Regions from separate parts of the Mus musculus genome. Here all the other regions are linked to region 7. Evidence: chromatin contacts called from public HiCAR-type, HiChIP or PLAC-seq and promoter capture Hi-C data. All regions are on one chromosome and are shown on one strand. The core of a region is the stretch at or near the end of the contact, and the rest is flanking DNA. Distances in the headings are between cores, read along the strand shown.

Region 1 (2,911 bases), core at 194-2,693, 1.5 Mb after region 7:
TTTATACTCAAAGAAACCGTCTCATCCCTATGATAAGTCAGCATGTATTTCTTGAATAACTGCTGCTTCTGCAGGCTCGTGCTCAGGGCCTCCACTTCTCCCTGAGGCCTCCCTTCACCAAATGGAGCGTGTGCATAGCCCCTCGGGACTGTCAGTGCCAAGCTTAGGGTGGGGTTAAAGGCTAGCCGAATGACAACAGCTAGCAGGTCTGGTAAGCCACTCATCTACAGGCATCTGTAGATGGATGGGTGTCCAAAGGTCCTTAGAGGGTGTCATGATCTGCTCTGGGTCTATGAGTGGGAAAAACAGTATCTGCATTCCTTTTGGGCTGGAGTAAGAAATCCTAGGGGATGCTTCAGGGCTTGGGCTTTAAACTCAAATCAGGTGGTTTAAACTGTTGGAAACACTTGAAGAACTGGACCTCCTGTGAGGCTACTCAGATGGCTCAGCAGGTAAAGGTACCTATCAGGACGGACTACCCACTTGGTAGAAGGAGAGGACCATTTTGCAATAGTTGCCGCCTAACCTCATGCACACCTGTATACTGTATGCACATGCACATGTACACATTAGAACAGAGGCCTGCACCTTTAAGCCGAATCCCATAACATGAAGACATCAGGCTACACTTGAGCATCGTTAAGCTGTTTTAGCTATGGCCTATTTCATGACTGGTCCTGGCTCCACCATGTACTTGGTCAGGCATGCAGTGGTGAACTAAGTAACGTGGTGTGAAACTTCCTAACAGGTTATAAAGAGATTTCTCATTTGGGGGGTTTTCTCAAGTAGGTGACCTGAAGGCTGCTCCCTAAAGACATCCCTCTGTCCCCCACCTTCCATCCCTCTCCTGGGGACTGAGCAGTTGCTCTTGCCTGGCCTCTCTGCCTCATTCCATCCCTTTATGAAGGCCTCTCCAGGCTTTAAAGGAAAGCCTGACCTTCAAGGCCACATCCTGCTTAGCCCTTCCTGACTGTATTCTTCCTGCCTAATACCCTCCCCTTCTACTCCCAGGCCTGGTCATAGCCTGGAAGCCATTCCATTCAAATAAACTTCATTAAAGAAATTGGTGTCAGCCTCCTTTTGTGAAGATTACAGCTTACTCTAGTTTTATTTAAAGGCTTGCACACACCCCACACACAAATGTTAAAAAGGAAACCAGGTGGGGCTTCCTGACCCTTAGGGGTTTGTGGGAATAGCTAGAGAGTCTCAATTCGGATGGCCTTACACATTGAGGGTGGGCAGCACAGGTTTTCTGGCTTCAGATTCCGGCCTGGGAAGGGGGACCCTGAGGCCTCCTGGGGTGCCTGTCTCAGGTCAGTGCATTTTGTCTTGCTTCACCTAGCCACACCCCCACCTGTGGGGAGGGAACCCCGACGGCGCGACGTCACGTCGGGGGCGGGGCGGGGTTACCGAGGAGCGGGACGGGCGTCTCTTAGGCGGACGCTAGCTGCGAGGAAGGGTGGACTAGACCCTCGGGCGGTGAGAGGACGCGGGCGCGTGGGGAGGGCCTCGTTGAGGGGATGAGGACGGACGGGCGGGCGGGAGGAGGGCCGCGCTGAGGAGAAGCTAGCGGGCGGAAGAGAGGACCCGGCGGAGGGGACGCCGGCGGGCGGGCAGGCGAGGACCGCCCACGTTCCGAGCTGGAGCCTTGGCGCCGACAAGGCCCCGCCCGGGACCTGAGCGTGTCCCCGCGGGGCGGTAGTGCGGTGGCCGCGGCCCGCGAGTGTCGCTGGCGTCAAAGCCGAGCGCTCTCACCTTTCCCTGCTGCGTCCGTGGGAAACAACCTGGGAGGAGCGGCTTTCTTTCTCGCCCGCCACCCGAGGGCCTGCTTGGGGACTGTGGGCCCCGCAGTGGCCGGGACTGGCTGACCTAACGGAGCCTCCGCGGAAGATGTGGCTTCGCGGGGAGATTGGCGTGACCTAGGGAGGAGAACCTTAGGGTTTTGTGACTTTCTCTAGGTCTGAGCGGCAGCGCTGAAGTATGTGCGGGCGAACGTCCTGTCACTTGCCCAGAGAGGTTCTCACCAGGGCCTGCGCCTATCAGGATCGGCAGGGCCGGCGGCGGCTCCCGCAGTGGAGGGACCCCGACAAGTACTGCCCCTCCTACAACAAGAGCCCGCAGTCCAGCAGCCCCGTGCTGCTCTCCAGACTGCACTTTGAGAAGGTAAGGAGTGTGTCAGCACCATCGGAGCTTCTGGGCCAGCATCGCCGTGGCCATCTGACTCGTGACCCATGTGCCGCCATCTGCCCAGCCTCCGGAATGACCCGAAAAGCAGCCTTTACAGATACATTAAGGCCCTAATCCCTCTGGGTCTCTGCAAGAAATAAGTCAGCATTCTTCAGGGTCAGTTAAACTGTTTGAATGTATGCCCAAATTATGTGAACCTCATATCTGAATACATTTAAGAATTCTTTTGAGACAGAGTCTTAACTATGAATGTAGCCCTGGCGGTCCTGGAACTCCCTATAGAGGCCCAGCTGACCTCAGATTTTCAGCAAATCTGCCTGTCTCCAGAATCCTGTATTACAGGTGTGTACACTCTGACACGCTTGACTCTCTCTCTCTCTCTCTCTCTTTTTTTTTTTAAGATCGCATTTTTCAAGTATTACTGATTTATCAGCGTCATCTGTCCTTATATTAAAAACAAAAAAGCAAAAACCCAAGTGTGGTGTCACACACCTTTCATCCCAGCACTTAGGAGGCCGGAGGAAGGCAGATCTCTGAGTTGGAGGCTAGTCAAGGCTGCATAGTAAAACTGTGTCTCAAAAAACTGATTTGTGGAGCTTACAGAGCTTGCAGCCTGGCTCAGTGGGTGAGAACACTTGCTGCCTGTTAGGAGAGAACCAGCTCTTGCAAGCTGCCTTCTGATTCCACTCCCAGTCTGTGGCATTCACGCAAGAGAGTAGACACA
Region 2 (3,287 bases), core at 690-3,189, 1.6 Mb after region 7:
TAAAAATTAAAAAGGCGAGCAGTAAAGTAAGACACCCAATACCCACCTCAGGCCCACACAGATGCACATGTGCATGCATACACAACACACAAAGAGTTGGCAAATATTTCAAGTAGTTAGCCAGAACAATACACATCTGGATATCTGATTCACCTGAGGGAATAAAATAAAATAAAAACTACTTTTTGCAGAAGCCTCCGATTCTTTCTACATCCGAGTCATTCCTTCCTAAACAGCTCCTGGCTCTGAGACTCATCATTTTACAATTCTCTGAGGACACAACCCAGCCATGCCTTCTTCCCTGAGTCAGGACCCAGTAATGCCTGACACACATGTGGAAGAAAAACATCTCCCAAATGAAGGTGCCAGCCACTTGTCTTCTCCAGCCTCTGCTCACACATGACAGTGCACTGGACGAAGTGGCATCTAATTCCCCTCGAGGGAGGACAAAAATATCATACAACAAAAAGGGAATCACGTTTAGCGATTCCTCTTCTAAACTCATTACATAGGTTTACAGCCCGTAAGTATACCAGGCCGGGTAGCAAACTAAACTATTGACAACCAAGGACACCAAACTTTAGTCTGGCCAGCTTCAGAAGTAGTTATAATTCACTTTCCAGTTCTTACACTCAATTCTGATCCAATATTACCAAGATCGAAGAGAAATATGCCAACAAGAGATTTTATTAACTCAATCATGTGGGTATCAGTTGCTGAAGTCACAAGAAAGAGACAAGAGTTTATTCTTTGGAAAACCAAAAACACAAGATTTTCAACGGTGAAGAGTCAACAGGTTAGGTTGTTGTAGAAATTCTTGTAGAAAGGTGCACACAGTAGGCATGCCAGACCTGACTCAAGGAAAAGAGCTGGCTAAGAAACCTATTCAAATCCAATACATACCTTGCCAGAATTCAAGATCTTCTGGTTTGATGACACTACACTACCTTATATGCCTTGTAATATGCCTTGTAAGTCACAAGTACAAATACAACATGGCTTTAAGGTAGGACTAAGAGGCTCTCAAATGACATCACTAGACAGGAGGTGGAGGGGGGTGCTGATGGCAGATAACAGGTGGCAGGCTTTGGGGGCATCTAAAGTACAAGAGGCCAGAGGCCAGTAAGTGCTAAGTAGTCTAGCTGCCTATGTTTCAACCTCTCACTCTGAAATTTATCAGCGGTGTGACCTTGGTCGAGTGCCTTAGCCTCTCTGTTCTTCGCTTTCTCTGTAAGTAGGCACTGCCTCGGTGCTTCGGAGGGGCTGTTGGGAGAACAGGGCAATTTGTGCGGTCTTGCCACGCAGCCCAGCAGCCGAGAAATCTCAAATCTTCACAACCTTACTCTCAACATCGGCACGATTATGAGCCAGGAGGACATCAGGCCATTTGAAAGGCACTCGGGAGGTCCTTCTTCCCGGAACTTCGGAAACGGGATTTACCCTGCAGGACCCTGAAAGCTCCTGTCTCCCAGTGCCGGCGGCGGGCCGGGGCATGTGACGCGCCTGGCAGCACTGCCTCGGTGGCCGGCCGGCCGGTAGCTCTTCCCACCCAGCAGGTTGCCGGTGGGGACGCGCCCAGCCCGAGGATCCCGTACCCGCCACCCACCGATCGCCGATCGCCCTCCGCCCGCCGGGCGCCGCCCCGCCTGGCCCGGCCCAGCTCGGCGCTCGGCTCGCCGAGGACGCCAGGCCCGGAGGCCCAAGCGGCGGCGGGGGAAGGGCGGCCGGGGCCCGCTGCTCACCGCAGGGTCAACGGAGGAGGAGACACAACGCAGGCCGCAACAGAGACGTCCGATTCCGGCTCCAGCAGGCTCCTCGGAGCTGCCCGGCCCCAAACACCGCCGCCAACGCCGCCGCCTTGGGCTTTATGGTCAAAGCTCCGGCCTTGCTTCCACTTCCGCCACCGCCGCCGCCCCGAGCGGAAGTGTCTGTCACGAGACGCCCGACGCCAGGGTTGGAGGGAGGAGCCCCACCTCCACCTTGCGTCACGTTCCGGTCGCGTCAGGCCCTAGCCTGGCATCTGGGGCTTAAATATGGCCGTTTCTAGATGGGGGCTGCCATCTTTGAAGGCTGTGCAGAAGCTGGAGCGCACCATATTGGGCCAAGAACTGATAATGCAGTGGTGTCCCCCCCCCTCATCCCACCCCGCTCCTATAAACAGAGCTAAAGGAGGGAGAGTCACTTGGTCTTTCCAGAGTGTCCCCCTCTGGAACACGCTAGTCAGTCAGCCATGTATCAGGCAGGGTATAGTCTAGGGTCTTCTGAGTCCACTGGGTACAATCTCTAATGTGGATGGAAATGATCAGTTACAGTGTCCCCAGTGTTGGAGACCCAGTGATGAAATAGGAGCTACCTGTGCAGGGCAGATGGTTCAGGAAAATGGAAAGAGAGCTAAGGAGTTGCTGAACTGAAGAGACATGAGGCTGATTTTAGTGTCACGCCCACCAAAACTAAAACAAAGGCCTAATCCATCAAAGTCCATATCTTTCTGGGGAAGTCTCAAAATGTACTAACCTTGCTTTTTAGCTTCTGTAGTTCTGTTTATGGCTGACAGTTCTTGTTAACTGAAGTATGTCAACCCAGAACATGTTTTTTTGTGTGCTTAAAAGCTCACCCTGAGAAAGACTCAGGTTGTCCTGGGGTATTGAACACCCAGTGCAGTAACCAGCTGCCATTTCTTAGCTTAAACCCATATCTGAGTAGTCTTTTCTGGTGAATACCCCACAACACTAGTACATGTTCTAGCATATAAGGAATAGAGAAGGTTTGTAGGTCCTAAGGAATAGGGGAAAACAAGACCTTTCTGCCAAGATCCTCACCATTTGATATAATAGACACACACACAGGAGTTTGCTCAGTTTCAATCATTAGTTAATTATTACTTGGCCATTTGACTGAATACTTTGAAACTAAGATATGAACAAAGGAAGTCTATGTATATTCATATGCAAAGTGAAATCTTCAAGAAATATGAAGTGACAAAGTAGGGTGCAAAGATGTATATGTGACAGTTCTTGGTTCTTGTTGGGGAAAAAAAAAACACATACTTGCTGGGTACAAATTTCAGCAACTAGTTATCTGGGTTATCTATTAAAATTTGACCGGATAGTAGGACCCATATGAATCTGGTGGTCCAGTCAGACTTTCCACAGTTGTAGGGATGCAGGAAGCTGGTTCAGGCCCTGTCTCTCTACCTCATGTTGGATATAGCATCAGCCTCCACATGGCAGATAGACCAGCAGTTTGGAAGCAAAGCTGCATGTGGCTAAGAGCAGTGATACACTAGA
Region 3 (2,962 bases), core at 381-2,880, 1.4 Mb after region 7:
CCTTTTCCACCTCAAGGAAACCAAAATACACTGAAACCCAAAAGACACCCAAAAGACCGTTTAAAACGTTGCAAGCAAATCTCTAGAGGCACAGTGGTCATAAAAACAATGATTGTTGACTTGCTTTTTTTTTTTTTTTCTACACTATGGGACAGGAGAGAGGCAACACCCAGAAATTATCCCAACTTTATAGAAACAAAGAACAAAGTATTCCAGCCAAGGGCAACAGAGAACAGGCCTACAGCCACCCAAATGAGCAGCGAGCCACACCAGCAACAGGGTCAAAAGACTCCCATCCTCGGGCTTCACGTCTGAAAACACAAGACTGCCCCCACCCAGTTCTCTTTAAAGCTGTCTTGAAGATCCTTGTGAACCAGAAACCGTGAAAAACGGCAAAGGATTTCTGCAGGGTGGAAATCAGGAAAGTTACTAAGAGCCTCTGTGCACAAGAACAGCGCTGTGTCCTGTCCAGGATGCTACCTTTTTTTTTTTTTTAGGGAGGACAGACACCTAGGTTAAGAAACTTGATTTCATTCATCACAAATATTATTTATCAAATCATTGCCAGGACATTGTGACAACCACATCCTGCTGTTTCTGCTGGGGTCATTGCCAAAGTTTGCTTCTCTCCCCCACCTTCCGGTATCTGTGATGAAGTTTTCGGTTTCTATCAACCCTTAGTCGGGGAGGCCCCCCACCCCCACCCCAACTCCGCGCTGGCCCTGGTGGAGTGGAGTTCCACCACCGGGTCCATAAAAGAGACCGCGGGGAGGCGTGGCCAGGGAGGAAATTCTGACAAAAACTTTTGGACCTCCGGTCCTAGCAGCCACTACTTCCTGGTCCCTCCCGGTCACGGGGATGTCGTTATTTGGCTGAGTGCTCCCCAGAGGGCCGCGCAGGGAAGGGTCTGTCCCGGCATGCGTGGCGCTCACGGAACGGCCCGCAGGTTGCCTTCCACCGCAAGTTGTTTCGAAGGAGTCCCCAGGCTGAGAGACGGGGGGGCGGGAGTGGGGTGCAGGCTTCCTCCTCCACGCTCTGGCCGCCCACTGTCACCACTCCCAGAGCCCAAGGTGGTGCTTTCGGACCTGAACCCAGCACGGACATCAAGGCCCAAGCCCGTTCTGAAAGAAGGGGAAGCCGAAGGACTGGCCGCGAACCGCCCGCCGGGAGCAAAGCAGCGGGCCGCGCCGCCTCCCACCTTGACCCGCTTGCCCTGGATCTCCAGCGTCTTCATGGTGAAGTCGACACCGATGGTGCTGCCCTGACGCGCCGAGAAGGCGCCGGTCTTGAAGCGCTGCACCACGCACGTCTTGCCCACGCTCGCGTCGCCCACTAACACCAGCTTGAACAGGAAATCGTAGTGTTCGTCCTGATCTCCCGGGCCAGGGCCCGCCATGGCTCCGCGGGAGTCCTGGGACGCAAGGGCCCGGCTTGGGCTAAGGACAGCCGCGGGCCGAGGTCCGTGTGCCCTAGCCGGCCCGCCGCCGGGCTACGTGGAGCGGCGGCGGCACCTGAACGAGCTGCACGGCGGACCGATCGACCGTCCCGCTCCGCCCCGCCCCGCTCCGCTCCGGAGCCCCGAGGACTCGGCTCCGCCCGGGAGCGCACCGCCCGGCCCTCCGCAGCTCTCTGCCAGCCGTCGGTGCCGTGCCGGCCCACGGCTACCTCAGGCCCGCTCGTGCGCCGCCTTCAGGGCGGGGCGAGCCTCCCTGATCCCCAGCACCGCCCATCTCCCGCCACTCCGCCTCTGGGTCCCGCCCCCAGGACCGCCCAGTCTCCCCCTCCCATAACCAACACCTCCTAGCCTGTCAGTACAGTCCCGACCCCCCAGCACTCCCTCTAAGCTTCTCACCTCCCCGATCCTTCTCCGAGCACCGCCCGCACCCCACCACGGCCAAAGCCTCCGACCCTTCTCTCAACACCACCCCAATCCCGCCCTCAGCACCGTTCTTTCTCACTTCTCAGCACTTCACTAACCCGGACTTAAGCCCGGTGCGGATTCGCTGTCAACAACGCCTTGATCCTCTATTTGGTCCTGACCCCGCCCTTAACATCTCTTACCCCGCCCTAATCCTCCGGAGCCTCTTGGCTTGGACCTCGCCTTAGGCACTGCATCCAAGACGGAAATCCACCCGCACCTTTTCGTAGCCCTGGAGCTAACTCCTCCCTAACGCCTCTCAACTCAGCTCTCCGCGCCTCTTCAACTCCGCTTCGGTCCGCTGCGCCCCCATAGCAGGCTTTGGCCCCTATTAGGTCAACAACTCGTTATAATCGCCAGTTCATCATTCCCTAACCTCATGCCCTTCTCAGCCGGGCCCCACGTCCACCCCTCACTGACATGCCTCCGTCCCTCGCCTGGCCTGCACCCAGTGGGGAACAGGCAAGAGTCGTTTCGGGGCAGGGGACAGCTATGGCTGACAATGAAGGGCTGATGAGGCAGAACACAACTCAATGTTCCCTCTTCGGAGAATGGAAAGTTCTGGTGACACACAGTAAAGGCAGCTTCCCTTAGGTGAAAAAGGAAGACAGAGGAAATGAAAATCCTTGAGGGCAGAATGGCCTAGAGTTCCATTTGGAAGAATTGATAGAGCAGACAGGAGTCCAGTCAAACCTGGGGTGGCTGGGAACAGGAGTCCTGGTCCCAGCCAAACACCTCCTGCACAAGGGAAACCTGTGAGTCAGCCAGCTCAGAAGTTTGGCCTGAGAAACCTGAAGTCACAGAAATGGGACCCAGATGTCTGTAAACAGTTTGAACTAGATCAAATAGGCCCCATCCCTAAAAATGAGAGAAAGCTGAGAATACTCTAGCTTCTTTGGACAGCCCCCTTAGGCCCTGCATGGCTATTTGATTCGATAGTTTTTTAATAATGGCTGTTGCAAGCCAAACATTGTTCTAGGGCCTTGAGATCCATCCATGAACGAAAGGCAAAATCCAAGACAAAATCCAAAACTTCCCCAGTAA
Region 4 (3,027 bases), core at 314-2,813, 1.1 Mb before region 7:
CCCTGGCTTGCTCAGCCTGCTCTCTTATAGAACCCAAGACTACCAGCCCAGGGATGGGCCCACCCACAAGGGGCCCTCCTCTCTAGATCACTAATTGAGAAAATGCCCCACAGCTGGATCTCGTGGAGGCATTTCCCCAACTGAAGCTCCTTCCTCCATGATAACTCCAGTTTGTGTCAAGTTGACACAAAACTAGCCAGTACAGGCCCTGTTTGAACTTTTATGCTGAGTATATAATTTACATAATTGGTAATAATGACATTGAGGTTTCAATAATAGAAACACTGTTTCTCTCAAAAGAGTACAGTGAGAGCCAATGGAATTGTGGGAGAATCTCACAGCACATGTAGGGATGCCTCTCGATTGACTAAGCTTGACAAACAGAGGTGTATGACCAACCTCTCACCTCGAATCTTTCTTAATTTCTTCACCTCCTCATCCCTTCAGATGCCCCACATAGTCCAAAGTGACAAGAAGGTACAAAGACCTTTGTGCTGGCTGTAACTCACCTCAGTGACAAAGAGTGTTCGAGGATCGATGATGTCCAAGAAGTGCCTGAAGCGACCGTAGAAGGATGTCTAGGGAAAGGGAGAGGAGAGGAGAATCAGTCAGAGGCTGTACCTAAGCTCAGGATAATGGTGACCTCATCCATAGTCCCTAGGATTCTCCATGTGGGTGATGGAGCCTACTGAGACCTCAGTCTGCATCTCAGGGCTGGGAGCTTCTTAAAATCAACTCAGAGAGAATTAAGACACATACCTCTGCATGATACCTTTGTGTGAGCCACCACACCTGTTAATCTTAGCACTCAGCGGGCAGAGGCAGGTGGATCTCTGTGAGTTGGAGGCAAACCTGGTCTACAGAGTGAGTTTCAGGACATCCTGGGCTATATAGAAAGACCTTGTCTCAAAACAAACAGACAAACAGAAACAATACATCATGACTGGGGCTGAAGAGATGACTCAAACACTACCTGCACTTGCTGCTCTTGCAAAGGACCTAAGTTTGATTCCCAGCACCCACAGCAGGTAGCTTACAACTACCTGTAACTTAAGTTCCAGAGGATCCAATGCCCTCTTCTGGCCTCTGTGGGTACCTGCATTCACATATGTGCACACACACACACACACACACACACACACACACACACACATACCCCTTTAATATTTATATATAATTCTCGAGCCTTTCCTCCAGGTGTCTCCCATGGTTTCTCTCTCCCTGCCCCACTGTCCTGAGCTCTAGTCTAGGCACTTCAGAAGCACCCAAGCATCCCTAGGTACATGGGCACCTTCCTTGCTCAGGAACTCCAGAGAGAGAGCTTGCCCACCCTTCACGGGGCCCCTCTCTGAGGTTCTGCTCTGCCTTCAGAGAGCAGCTTCCCGCAGGCAGAGTCCAAGTATGGCAGCCTCAGCTCACAGCCCAGACCCTCCTTCAGCTCGCTGCCCTGTTGCCACGGTGAAGCACAGAACGCAGGGCCAACTCCCCTAGCCTTGCCCAGGAGCAGAGGCCCTGGAATAGGAGGGCTTTGTGCTAAGCAGGCCACAGGCATTCAAGCACACTGAATGGATACCAAGCAACAGGGCTGCTGGGCCTTCTGCCTGAGGACAAAGCCAATAGGGCGAGACTGAGCTGGGAGGGAAAAGAGAAGGCATTAGCTAAAGGATGAAGGGGCAAGATGCAAACAGTGGGGGTTCATGCCTAACTGCACTCTGGGCTTGGCCCCAAAGTCCTCCCAGGGTCCCACATCTCTCCGAGTACCACAGTGAAGGAAACTGAAGGCCTGACCCACTCATTCCCCCTCTCTCACTGCTTACCAGGGCAGCTCACGATGCAGTCAACTCCTGTCCCTCCTTCCCAGTAAAGACCCTGCATGGTTCCCCTGAGGGATCTTAAGGTTCCCAGGCACATCAAGCCCGTTCCTCACTTCCAGCTTTTGCCCATCAGCTATGCCTGCATGGGGCAGCCCCTCCACTCTAGAGCAGAGCCCAGATTAAGCCTCAGCACTTAATCCTAAGCCAAATATGTTCTTTCCTAACCTCCATAGCCCAAATGGCTGGAACTAGTCTCCACTTAAAAGACACACACACACACACACACACACACGGTGCACATTCATGCCTACTGTCCTAGCAAAATTTCATCCCTAAGAATACAAAGGAGAGTCCCCACTGAACTGTTCATGAATTGAGTGAACACCAAGTCAACTTGTGCTTTCAAATAATTTTTTAATAAAAAATTATCATGATTTCATAAAATGCATGCTATCAGCAAGAGTCCAACTTAATAAGCCAGGAGACAGAGAATGGAGGGAGTGTGTGTGTGTGTGTGTGTGTGTGTGTGTGTGTATGTGTGTTACCAAGGGATTGAATCAGGGCATCATGTATGCTAAGCAAGTACTCCTATCAACTACACTATACAGCCCCAAGACTTGTGGACACTAAAGGATGAACAAAAACCCCTGATGACACCCAGTCCATAAAAGAACCAGGGTTTTCCCCAAGATATGGCTGTTCCAGGGCTGGGACAGGAATGAAATAAAACTAATATACTGTGTGGTTTTAGAAAGTGAGAACTTGGAACTGATGCTCCTGCAGAGGACCTGTATTGGGTTCTCAGCACCCACACGGTGGCTCAGGGCTACCTGTAACTCTAGTTCCAGGGATCCAACAGTGCATACATACATGCATGCAGGAAAAACACCCAGACACATAAAAATGGTGAAAAATACTGTAGCTATGTTAAATTTCCTGAGCATAGTGACCATGAGTTATAGAGTCCGTGCACTGAAGAATTCTGGGTGAATGAATGTAACCTATTCTCAAGTAGCTGAGGTAAAAATCAGAAACCTGAATGCACAGGGCAGCAACAAAACCCAACAAGAAGGCGCTGTTGTTCTACTTTCTTCCAGACTAAAGATGTCCTTAGTAGTGATGTGTATCTCTGCTCTGTTTCCAGGATTTCTGCTCACCTCTAAATGGATGGTGGCTGCAAGTGCCCCTTACTCTCCAGAGACAAGAACTACAA
Region 5 (2,966 bases), core at 239-2,738, 1.3 Mb after region 7:
AAACATAAACACCAATCCAACAATCTATGTTGGAGCACAAAACTCTTATGATAATGGGGAAAAACAAAGAGAAAAGAAACCAAGAAACAGGGCAGTAAGAACACAGAAAATACCACTCAGGTGGAAAATAATGGCAGAGATTTTTAAAAACAATTTTTTGTGAATTTTTAAAATTTTATTTTTTACTATATATGTATACCTGTATGTTAGGATATGCATGTGTGTACATTGCCCAGAGAGGCAGAATTACAAGCATTTGTGAATTGCCTGACATAAGTGCTGGGAAGCCAGTCCTCTGTAATAAATTCCAGGCTCTTAATGGCTAGCCCATCTCTCCCTTGTGATATTTCAACTCGACCGCCAGGTTCTCTAGAGTGGCCTTTGTAAATGATAGGTCTTGTGGCAATGCTAAATGGTTTAATACCACCAAATATAATTTCATAGTGCAAACTGCAAACGGTTTGGTTCCTACTCCTCCCAAAGAGGGTAAAGAATATATAGCATAGTGGCCATTTGTACATGTATCACCTTTAAATGACCAGTTTATACTCCAACTTTCTCATTTGAACAAGGCTAATAAAAAGCACCTAACTCAAAAAGTTTTGGAAGTAGTAAATTAAAGTCATCTCTTTAGAACAATGACTGGTTCACTACCCAGACAACTTAAAGACAGCTACTGATACTACCAAAAGGGATACTGCTATTATTGGTAAGGCCCACCAGCCCAGCAGAGAAGGCAAGGAGATAAAAGAAGTTAGCTTAAGGGAGGTGATTAACCTTCCCTGTTATGGCTCATACAGTACCGTAAATATTGTAAGCTTTGTAGGTCAACATGCAACACATTAACCTTTAGAGTACTATACGTCTTTAAATACTAGCAGCGGTTTTGTTTAGTTGGTCTGTTTACATTTTACATCTTACAACCCGAACTTAGCTCAACTTGGATTTGGCCCTCGTTTGCCAGCTGGATAGGCTAATGATGTTAACTCGGTCCATACTCGAACCATACAGGCACCAAAAAGAAATGTCTGGGACTTGACTAACGTTGTTTGAAAACCTACTGCCCCAAACCTATAAAATCTTGACAAGCAGAGCCAAGACGCGGAGTTCCCAAGCTCAGGAGACAAGAGACAGCCTCGGCTGAGCAAGCTCTGGCTGCCCACGCCCACACTACCTCCCACACTTACTCCCAGCAGCGGCCCGCGGCCTATCACAGTCTGCCCCGGCCCCACGGGCACGCGGGGACCGCCGTCCAGAGGCTGCAGAAAGAAGTCCGAAGGCATGGCGGTAAGAGAAGGTTCCTTCGCCAGGAGATACCTCGTAGCCACCTCCCTCAGGCACGCTGGGCATGGCCCGAAGGGGTGTGAAACCCGAGGCTCCTTTCCTGGTGAGTGTGCTTCTTCCCTTTCCGGAATCCCCACTCCTTGAGAGCCTGTGATTCGTGCAGGGAATACCTGTCAACAGACCGCCAAACTACAGCTTAAAAACTGGAACGCACACCCACAATCTTCCAGCACTTCCTCTCACAGGACTCATGGAACGCTGGGTCTTGTAGTTCCTGACACCTCCCTTCGGCTCCTTTCCGGAGTACAGACTGCATGGAAAAACTACCAATCCCAGAAGGCAATACGCGCATCTCTGCGCCTAGGTTGATTCGTGCTTGGGCAGGGGTGGGGCTAGAGTAGTGCTGACGTCAAGGCCTTAGGAGAGGGTTGGCCTGAGTTTTTAAATGAACCACAGTGCTGGCCCGTGGCCCTGTGACTTCAACAGGGGGATGTTCTTTTCCCAATGGAGTATGATGTGTGTATCTGCTTCTTCCCCTTCTCTTCCATAAGGAGACAGCTTCGGCTAGAATAAGGCCTCCGTGGCAGGACTGTCTTCCCTACTCCAAGAAGTATGTCTGGACTTAGATTTTTAGGGTTCAGCCTCAAGAGGGTCATTAACTTTCCTGTGCAGGCGCCCCATACTCATTTGGGGATGGATCTGCAGCCAGTGGAGCTTCTATTTTCAAAGGCCTGGCTCAGACACTTGGCCCACGGGGCCGGAGAATCTTCCTTCTCTATAAAAGAGGCATATTCTCTGGCTGGGATCTGTAGCAGGCCTGTCTTTCTCTTTGGTGGAGGCCTGGACTGGGGGAAGCAAACCTAGGGTCCGAGGGTGGGGGGCAAACCTACAGGGACGGGATGGAGGGGAAAGGTGGTCTTTTCTATGGAGAAGCCAGTTGCTAAGCTCAGGGCTCCCAGCTAGAGGGAACTTTCTCTTTGGAGGAAGCCTGGCCCAGAGTTTGGCACTGCTCTCTTAAGATCTTTTCCTTTCTTGTGGCTGAGGACAGCCTCAGCTAGGCCTGTGTCTGGAGGGCTTTCTCTTCCATATTAAAGCCTGTACTACAGGACTCTGCAGAAGGTCATGGAGTTGGAGTCTTATCCCCTAATGCCTCCAGGAGGCACAAGGTCTTCTCTTCCCCAAGAGGCCACCTTGTCACAAGCCTAGGGGAAATGGAGTTATTCTAAAGAGTCACTGTGACCCTCATTTTGGCTCTCAGAACAGTGGGCCTTAAGAGACTGGAATTTTCCTTAGTAATCTCATGCTGGATTAAAAAGTCAAAAGGCAGACCCATCAAGACGAGAGACTTTCCCCCGGAGAGATTTCACAGTCCCGTCAATTTGTCAGAATGCCTTGCTGAAGCACTAGAACCTCAGCAGTAATGGGCAGGGCCACACCTTGCAACTGGAGATGGCTCAGATATTCAAATGCTGGCCCCCTACTTAAACCTTAGCCTTACTTTAGGAGGCTGAAGATGAACTTGGGGACCTTGGAGCTCTTTGTCCCTCTTCCTAATCAAAACTCCAATGAAATCTATACAGAACCAGAAAACCAAAATTAACTTGGGGGGCAGAAGGGAAGTCAGGCCAAGAACTCCAGGCAGGAACATGGAGGCAGGAACCGATGCAGAGGCTGTGAAAGAT
Region 6 (3,135 bases), core at 173-2,672, 1.1 Mb after region 7:
TAAGCAAAATCCTTCCATGCTGTTTGCAAATACCTCAACACTGTAAAGCCTAAAATCAAGAAATTTATCTCACTGAGTAGATAGTCGTGTGTGTGTGTGTCTCTGTGTATGTGTGTGTGTGTGTGTGTGTGTGTGTGTGTGTGTGTGTGTGTGTGTGCTTCATCTGACTATGATCAATTTAAAACTAAAGTTTAATAACAGAAGAAATATCAGGTATTCAGGCCATGCCGATAATCTGAGCACTAAAGTAACTCTGTGAATCTAAGTTTCCATAGCAAGTTTCAGGCCAACTAGAGCTACAGAGCGAGAATTCATGGTGCAGGGGGTGGCAAGAAAACAAGACATCTATATAATAGCAAACAATAGATTTGACGAATATATATCACCATTGTTAGAGGAAAATGATATGAACACCTCGAATTATCCTTCATAACTAACTAAAGTCTATCTTTCCCAACTCTCCTGCGTTCTCCCACGTTCTGTTCCTTAGAATAGTGTTATTATACTTCAAAAGCCTCTATTCTCTCACCCTGTTCTCCTTGTCTACTTTTAACTATAGGTAGTCCCTCATTGGCCTCTGGGTTCACAAAAAATGTGACACTCCCTTGAATTCATCCACAGATGAATCACTTCAAAATACTCGAGTCTCTGTCCTCTTACTGAAAGCCATTCAACAGTTAGACGACGTGCCATGCCAGAAAGAACCGACTTTCCAATGACAGAAACAAAATCTCAGTTTTGTGTCCAATGCACAGCCGAAACCATCCAAGTTCCCTTGACCCACATAGTCCACCCCCAGAGAGAAGAGAACCCCCCCAACCCCAGCACACTAGAACTTCTCAGGACTCGTCCACCCGAATGCACATTTCTGCCAAGCTCAGTGTTGTTGTGTGGTGTGCTTTGGCCGACTGAGCTCCCACAACTCAGAATGCAAATAGTGGGTGCTCACGCATAAGAACCCCGAGGAAATACCTGGACCCCGACCTTACCTATTTTTGAAGCCTCCGCTTTCAAATTGAAATCCCAGTTCCTTGGCAGCTTGAGAGACATTTTGCTTCCGAGGTGGGTGAGTAGCTGGTCAAGTGGCTCACAGTGTGTCACAGGCTGTGCCCTTCTTGTTTCTCTGATCTTCACTTCGGTTCCTCTGCCTTCTCTGCCTGTTGCTTGCTTTGCAGGCACTCTTACGCTCCAGACCGATCTGCCCACGTGTCTCCTCCTTTCTCTCTCATGAACCGTCCATCCATCTGTCACTCGGGGATGGCACCCAAACTCCCCAAGTCCCACCCACAGTCCCCCAGGGGCTGGCACCCTGCTTTGCGTTCAGATTTACCAGAAATGTCCCAGTTGACACTGCCTCTTGGGAAGCAGAGCCCTGCTGGGCAGAATCTCAGGCCTTACTGAAGTGAAGTTGTGATAAACAACTGCTTTTTTTTTTCTTAACTGTCTGCTTCCTTGCGTTTTGAGGAAGTGGCTGGCTGTTCAGTGTTGTAGCGTTATGAGCACACTGTCTTCAGAAGATGTTATTTAGAAATCTTTGTAAAGCTAGTGCATGTTTGTGTTATAAGACTGTGGTTTTAATTAAATGGAAAGAGACTCCCAAGGCTCTCGCCATGTGCCTGGACTCCTGTGTTCGCCTCCTTGACTCCAGATTTTGGCGGCTAAAAGAGGCCAGGCAGGCAGCCAGCATTCTGCCCAAGAATGGGCAGCATCTTTAAAAATTCCTGCCGTGAAAGGACCACATAGTTCACACCTGCTTGGGTAGAAGGTTTCCAGCAGGTACTTTGATTCCAGCCAGGCAGAGCCACACAAAGGGTCACTGCTTCTCCCCCCTTGTGTATGCTGTGGCGTTTACAACCAGACCACCATGTGTAAAAAAATTCAGTTTTCCTCCCCTTTTAACAGACTCTTCCTGGGCCTCCACGACTTCTTCAGAGAAACAGGATCCTTAACAACTGTGGGGTAAGGAGTCGTTGCAGAAGCTGGTGGGACAGACTCTTGACACACAGCCAATACCCCACAAGCACTTATTTGACCTTCATTCTATCTAGCCCAGTCTGTGGCAGACTTTTACATCTTCAAATAGGTCACCTTGAGCTAGCGGTTGAGCTGATAGGTCCTCGAACCAGACTGCTGTGTTCAAATTCTCAGGCCGGTTGACTTTGGATGTGGCTCTTGAACCATTATTTTCTGTTTTGATTCCCTCATCTGTAAGTGTAGCACTTAACAGACTGATTTTGCAGGGCTGCTATGAGGTTTCTGCAGGCTCCAAGCCTTCCATGTAATCACCAAGCACACCGCACATGCCTGGGGCCTGGGCCATCTACCTCAGTTCTCCTGGATAACTGCTTTTCAACACCTCCCACGGGCTATGGACAGGTGACCCACCTTCCCGTTACCTGCTGCATGGACCACCTCACCTCTCCCCAGCTCAGCTCCATCTCCTCTTTCTATTTTCTCTTGGATCTTTCCAATCAATATTAGCACTACAATGTTTTTCATATCAAAAAAAATCTCTCTTGACACTACTTCCTCCTTTGGCTATAGACTATTTCTGAGAATTTTTTTTTTAAATTAAGGACTGTTGGACTTACTGTGATCGCTCCTCTTTTTCCTTCCTGGATTTCTCCCATTGAGGCTTTTGCCCCCAGGACCCCATAGAGTGGCTTCTCAAGACACCAACAGCTTTCCTGTCACTGAACCAGGTCTCCATCCTCACCTCTCAGCCTTATCAGCAATGGACAGAGGTGGCCGCTGCCAATTTGTAGAACTCTGTGAACCAGACTGGTTTTCTGCCTCTTTTCCTGGTACTCTATGTCCGGTTTCTCTCTTTATCCTTTCTCTCACTGTAAGTTGGGCTTACAGTGGGTGTAAAGATACATCTTTATCATCTTGATGATCATGGCTGCCCTAAGACTTTAGTTACACCACATAGATAATGGCCCACATATATAATGTATGGATGTTTCCAGACTAGACCACTTTTGAGTTCCAAGTTATGTACATCGTTGCTTTCATCTCTAAGAGGCATCACAGACTAATGTGAACACCTGGGGCCTGAGTGTGCTGACCCAGGGCGTGTCCTTCTCACTGAGAACTAAAGGACCACATGAACAATAAATATATCCCAAGCCTCTG
Region 7 (3,239 bases), core at 128-2,627:
TACCTACTTCTGCGTTCTGAAGTGTGGACAATATTTGTTTTCTGTCTATAATATAGACTCTATATAATCTGAAAATATGACGTACTCTAGAGATAATTATAGAAGTAGAACTCCCAAATGTGGGGTGGTGGTGGCTCATGCTTTTAATCCCAGCATTAGGGAGGCAGAGGCAAGAGGATCTTTTGAGTTTGAAGCTAGTTTAGTCTACAGAGCTAATTCCAGGACAGCCAGTTCTGCACAGAGACCCCCTGTCTTGAAAAACAGAAAAGTTGAAAGAAAAGAAGGAAGGAAAGGAGGGAGGAAGAAGGAAAGAGAGAGGGAATCCCAAATATGGCAGAGTACGCAATTGGTTCTCAACCTGTGGGTCGCGACCCCTTTACCACCCCTCTATCGCTGAAAGTATTTACATTACAATTCATATCAGTAACAAAATTACAGTTATGAAGTAGCAACAAAAGTACTGTTATGGTTGGGGTCACTACAATGCCAGGAACTGTATTAAAAGGTCGCAACATTAGGAATCTTGAGGACCACTGATGTAAAAGAACGACATTGGATACAAAAACTTTCACGTCTTTAATAAATGCTTTACATAATATGTATAGTGTAATAAGAAAGGATAAAAAAAAGTACCGGAACCACATTCCAGAGCCATAACTCTGAACCCTAAGCAAGGGCTGACTGTTGAGATTCTTCTCACCAATTTGCAACAGTAACTCTGTTATTACCAGCTTTTCGATTACATTGGGTATACAAAAGAAATCCAGACATAAATATGATTCCTGCTCGCAAAGTATTGCTTATTGTCAAGTAGACCTTATTTTCTTACCACAACTCTTACTTCTAAATAATAAGCAAAAATGAAAGTCGAGATTTTTCTCAAACAGCCACTCAACAGCATTGGTATGAGAAAGAATGAATCGTTTCATAAAGCAACGGAAAAAGTGCAAGTATCAATTCGTTCTAATTTTCATTTACATAAATCAAGAATCCAATAGGCAGAGATACTAACGTATCTCCTATGAGTTTTCGGACGCCCAAATCCTCAACAGCGCCGCTGGTGTAGTGGTATCATGCAAGATTCCCATTCTTGCGACCCGGGTTCGATTCCCGGGCGGCGCATGTCTTTTCTCTCTTTAAATAGTGTGCAAAAAGAAAATTTTCCTGCTAGAAAAACACCTGCTATTTTATTTCTTTAACCTCCCCAAGGATTTTTAATTTCACTATATAATTCACAAATGAAACACTCCGCTCTGAAACTACAGAAATCCTAAACTACTGGCATTGCGTCTGCGCACTCTGAGCCATCCCTTGCCTGGTGGCAGCGCGGCTGCGCACCAAGTGAACCCCGTCCTTGAAGCCTAAACCCGGCTGCCAGGAGGGTGAGCATGCTAGCTGGCTGTGCGCATGCGCGGCACGGGTCACTCGGCTGCCGGCTCCTAGGCGTCCGGCTCGCCGCCATCTTGGATCGGGGTTTCATTGTTCGCGGTAGGCCGGGCCTTTTTTTGTGTAATCGCTGCCAAAGAAGAAAGCGAAGTAGCCTCCGGTCAAGCGAGGAGGCCGGCTCTTCCGCAGCCATAGCCCGCCTCAAGGATTTGGGAGGTAGCGAAGGGCAGGGAGCTGGACCCTGAGGTGCCGCCGCGACCGCAGCAGCCATGGAGGACGAGATGCCCAAGACTCTGTGAGTCTGGAGCAGCGTTGAGGGAGGCGGGATGGTGGTCGCCCCGTAGGGAGGCCGCGGCCCTGCGCCTCTCTGCAGCCTATTGTTCTCCGTGGACGCCGCGCTGTGGTGGTTCCTCCCTCCCGTGCGCACGCCAGGATGCTTAGAGCCGAGCCGGGCCGAGAGGACGATGGCGGGAGAGGGGCTCGGCCCCTGTCACCCCTCGGCTGGCTGCACCCGCGGCCCCCAGACCTGGAGGAAGGACTTTTCATTCAAAGCTCTCCTCAGGACTCGGCACGTCCTCCTGGAGTCCCATGCTTGCGTCCTTTTTTTCCCCGCCCCCTCTTTTCGATGAATCTTTTCCAGATTTCCATCTGGAACGTCCTTTCTCTTTTCTTTTGGTAGGATTTTTTTCATTTTTAATTCTTGAAGGCTGAGGTTAAAAACTTTATACTTGCAGTTGAGAACTGGAAAGAAAAAAAAAAAAAAAGCCAGACATCTTTCTCGAAGGTCTTCGGCTTTCCCTCTGTAGTACTCCCCTGACCCTCGACCAAAAAACCTAACTGGACACCCAAGGATGTTGAAACCGTTCTTAAAAAATGGAAATCTCACTCGGAGGGATGCATCTACCGAGGGAAAGTGGGTTTCATTAAAACATATTTACCACCATTTGCGACTAGTGGTTGACATTTTTATTAATGGAGTAACTGTGGTCAGTCAGGTGTAAGCATCTTTAGTGAATATTTTGTAACTCGAGTCTAGGATATTGTCTTTGTCATGTAACTTCCCCTTGCATTCTTTGTTTTTCAACGCACGGGTTGAGGCGGTTGTGCCTTTGTTGGGTTTCACAGGGCAAAAAAGAAAAGCTCAAGAAATTGTGGGTTTTGGTTGTTGTTTTTTTCTCCCGGTATATTTGAAGATTGCAACTTGATGTATCGTGCATATAGTTCATATAAATGAAGTAGGATGAACATGTATCATGTTACGGGCCTTAACTCTGCACCTAGTTCCTGCCATAGCTTTTTATTTCTAGAATCCTGGTACTTTTAGAGCTATGTACATTTAGGGTTCTTTTTGACATTTTCTAGTTATTAAAATTGTTCTGAAGTACAGATACGTTATTCTTTTTCCCCTCGCCCATTTTCAATTTCTTTTTTCTTTTGTTTGTTTTGTTTTATTGAGACAGGGTGTATCTCTGGCTGTCCCAGACTCACTATTACAGACCAGGTTGGCCTAAAATTCAGAGATTTGTCTGCCTCTGCCTTCTGAACACTGTGATTAAAGTCTGTGCCATACACTTTGCCCCAATTTAAATTTCAAGTTGCTATTTTTAATGTATTATGTGAAATATACTTACTTTTTTTTTTTTTTTTTTTTTGGAAACAGGGTCTTTTATATAACCCAGGTTATCCTTGAACTATACCTATACTGGCTCAGAACTGTTAGTTCTGTCTGAGTCCCAGGTGCTAGGATTCAGATATTGCCTACCCAGTTTGCATTTTTGTTTCTTCTCCCTCCCTCCCCATCCTGGCTGGCCTGGATCTTCCTTTGTATAGTAGGCAGGCTTGCAAACTTGTGA

Evidence for each region. Promoter capture Hi-C pulls out the DNA fragments that hold promoters and counts their contacts. HiCAR-type assays count read pairs that join an accessible place to other places. HiChIP or PLAC-seq counts read pairs in DNA pulled down with a chosen protein or histone mark. Capture Hi-C pulls out chosen DNA fragments and counts their contacts.
Region 1: a promoter capture Hi-C map of adipose tissue shows a contact between it and region 7, with 2.1 times the contacts expected there. The contact joins the promoter of Hmces here to the promoter of Tia1 in region 7. A contact is called at or near these places in 1 of 39 promoter capture datasets (neutrophils) and 2 of 9 other capture datasets (adipose tissue and liver).
Region 2: a contact with region 7 is called in a promoter capture Hi-C map of neutrophils, with 4 times the contacts expected there. The contact joins the promoter of Rab7 here to the promoter of Tia1 in region 7. A contact is called at or near these places in 5 of 39 promoter capture datasets (cranial neural crest, hippocampal neurons, liver and 1 more).
Region 3: a promoter capture Hi-C map of liver shows a contact between it and region 7, with 4 times the contacts expected there. The contact joins the promoter of Rab43 here to the promoter of Tia1 in region 7. A contact is called at or near these places in 2 of 39 promoter capture datasets (cranial neural crest and liver), 1 of 115 datasets of contacts at active chromatin or transcription factors (cardiomyocytes) and 1 of 9 other capture datasets (liver).
Region 4: a HiCAR-type map of astrocytes shows a contact between it and region 7, with 2.7 times the contacts expected there. The contact joins the enhancer-like site here to the promoter of Tia1 in region 7. A contact is called at or near these places in 1 of 39 promoter capture datasets (liver), 1 of 115 datasets of contacts at active chromatin or transcription factors (astrocytes) and 1 of 9 other capture datasets (adipose tissue).
Region 5: a promoter capture Hi-C map of pre-B cells shows a contact between it and region 7, with 3 times the contacts expected there. The contact joins the promoter of Aplf here to the promoter of Tia1 in region 7. A contact is called at or near these places in 2 of 39 promoter capture datasets (liver and pre-B cells), 1 of 115 datasets of contacts at active chromatin or transcription factors (astrocytes) and 1 of 9 other capture datasets (liver).
Region 6: an H3K27ac HiChIP or PLAC-seq map of thymic regulatory T cells shows a contact between it and region 7, with 5 times the contacts expected there. The contact joins the promoter of Arhgap25 here to the promoter of Tia1 in region 7. A contact is called at or near these places in 1 of 39 promoter capture datasets (neutrophils) and 1 of 115 datasets of contacts at active chromatin or transcription factors (thymic regulatory T cells).

Annotation. Positions count from the first base shown.
Region 1 is chr6:87,912,533-87,915,443 of GRCm38.p6, forward strand. It overlaps Hmces (5-hydroxymethylcytosine (hmC) binding, ES cell specific), which reads left to right and starts at 1,444. Exons shown (of 7, transcript NM_173737.2): 1 at 1,444-1,479; 2 at 1,959-2,163. The coding sequence starts at 1,981. It overlaps Copg1 (coatomer protein complex, subunit gamma 1), which reads left to right. Exons shown (of 24, transcript NM_017477.2): 24 at 1-1,063.
Region 2 is chr6:88,043,331-88,046,617 of GRCm38.p6, forward strand. It overlaps Rab7 (RAB7, member RAS oncogene family), which reads right to left and starts at 1,940. Exons shown (of 6, transcript NM_009005.3): 1 at 1,743-1,940.
Region 3 is chr6:87,810,149-87,813,110 of GRCm38.p6, forward strand. It overlaps Rab43 (RAB43, member RAS oncogene family), which reads right to left and starts at 1,631. Exons shown (of 3, transcript NM_001039394.1): 1 at 1,199-1,631. The coding sequence starts at 1,396.
Region 4 is chr6:85,319,013-85,322,039 of GRCm38.p6, forward strand. Sfxn5 (sideroflexin 5) reads right to left here. Exons shown (of 14, transcript NM_178639.4): 2 at 510-578. Among named protein-coding and RNA genes, the nearest start is that of Sfxn5, 13 kb to the right of the region's middle. Within about 2 kb of position 1,564, at least 48 of the 459 cell types and tissues checked have an H3K27ac peak or open chromatin away from gene starts, as enhancers often do. A contact at or near this core is called in astrocytes, where this site is marked.
Region 5 is chr6:87,670,673-87,673,638 of GRCm38.p6, forward strand. It overlaps Aplf (aprataxin and PNKP like factor), which reads right to left and starts at 1,489. Exons shown (of 10, transcript NM_001372332.1): 1 at 1,188-1,489. The coding sequence starts at 1,283. It also overlaps E230015B07Rik.
Region 6 is chr6:87,531,837-87,534,971 of GRCm38.p6, forward strand. It overlaps Arhgap25 (Rho GTPase activating protein 25), which reads right to left and starts at 1,423. Exons shown (of 11, transcript NM_001037727.2): 1 at 990-1,423. The coding sequence starts at 1,050.
Region 7 is chr6:86,402,842-86,406,080 of GRCm38.p6, forward strand. It overlaps Tia1 (cytotoxic granule-associated RNA binding protein 1), which reads left to right and starts at 1,378. Exons shown (of 13, transcript NM_011585.4): 1 at 1,378-1,681. The coding sequence starts at 1,656. n-TGccc4 (a tRNA gene) reads left to right here and starts at 1,052; the gene lies at 1,052-1,122.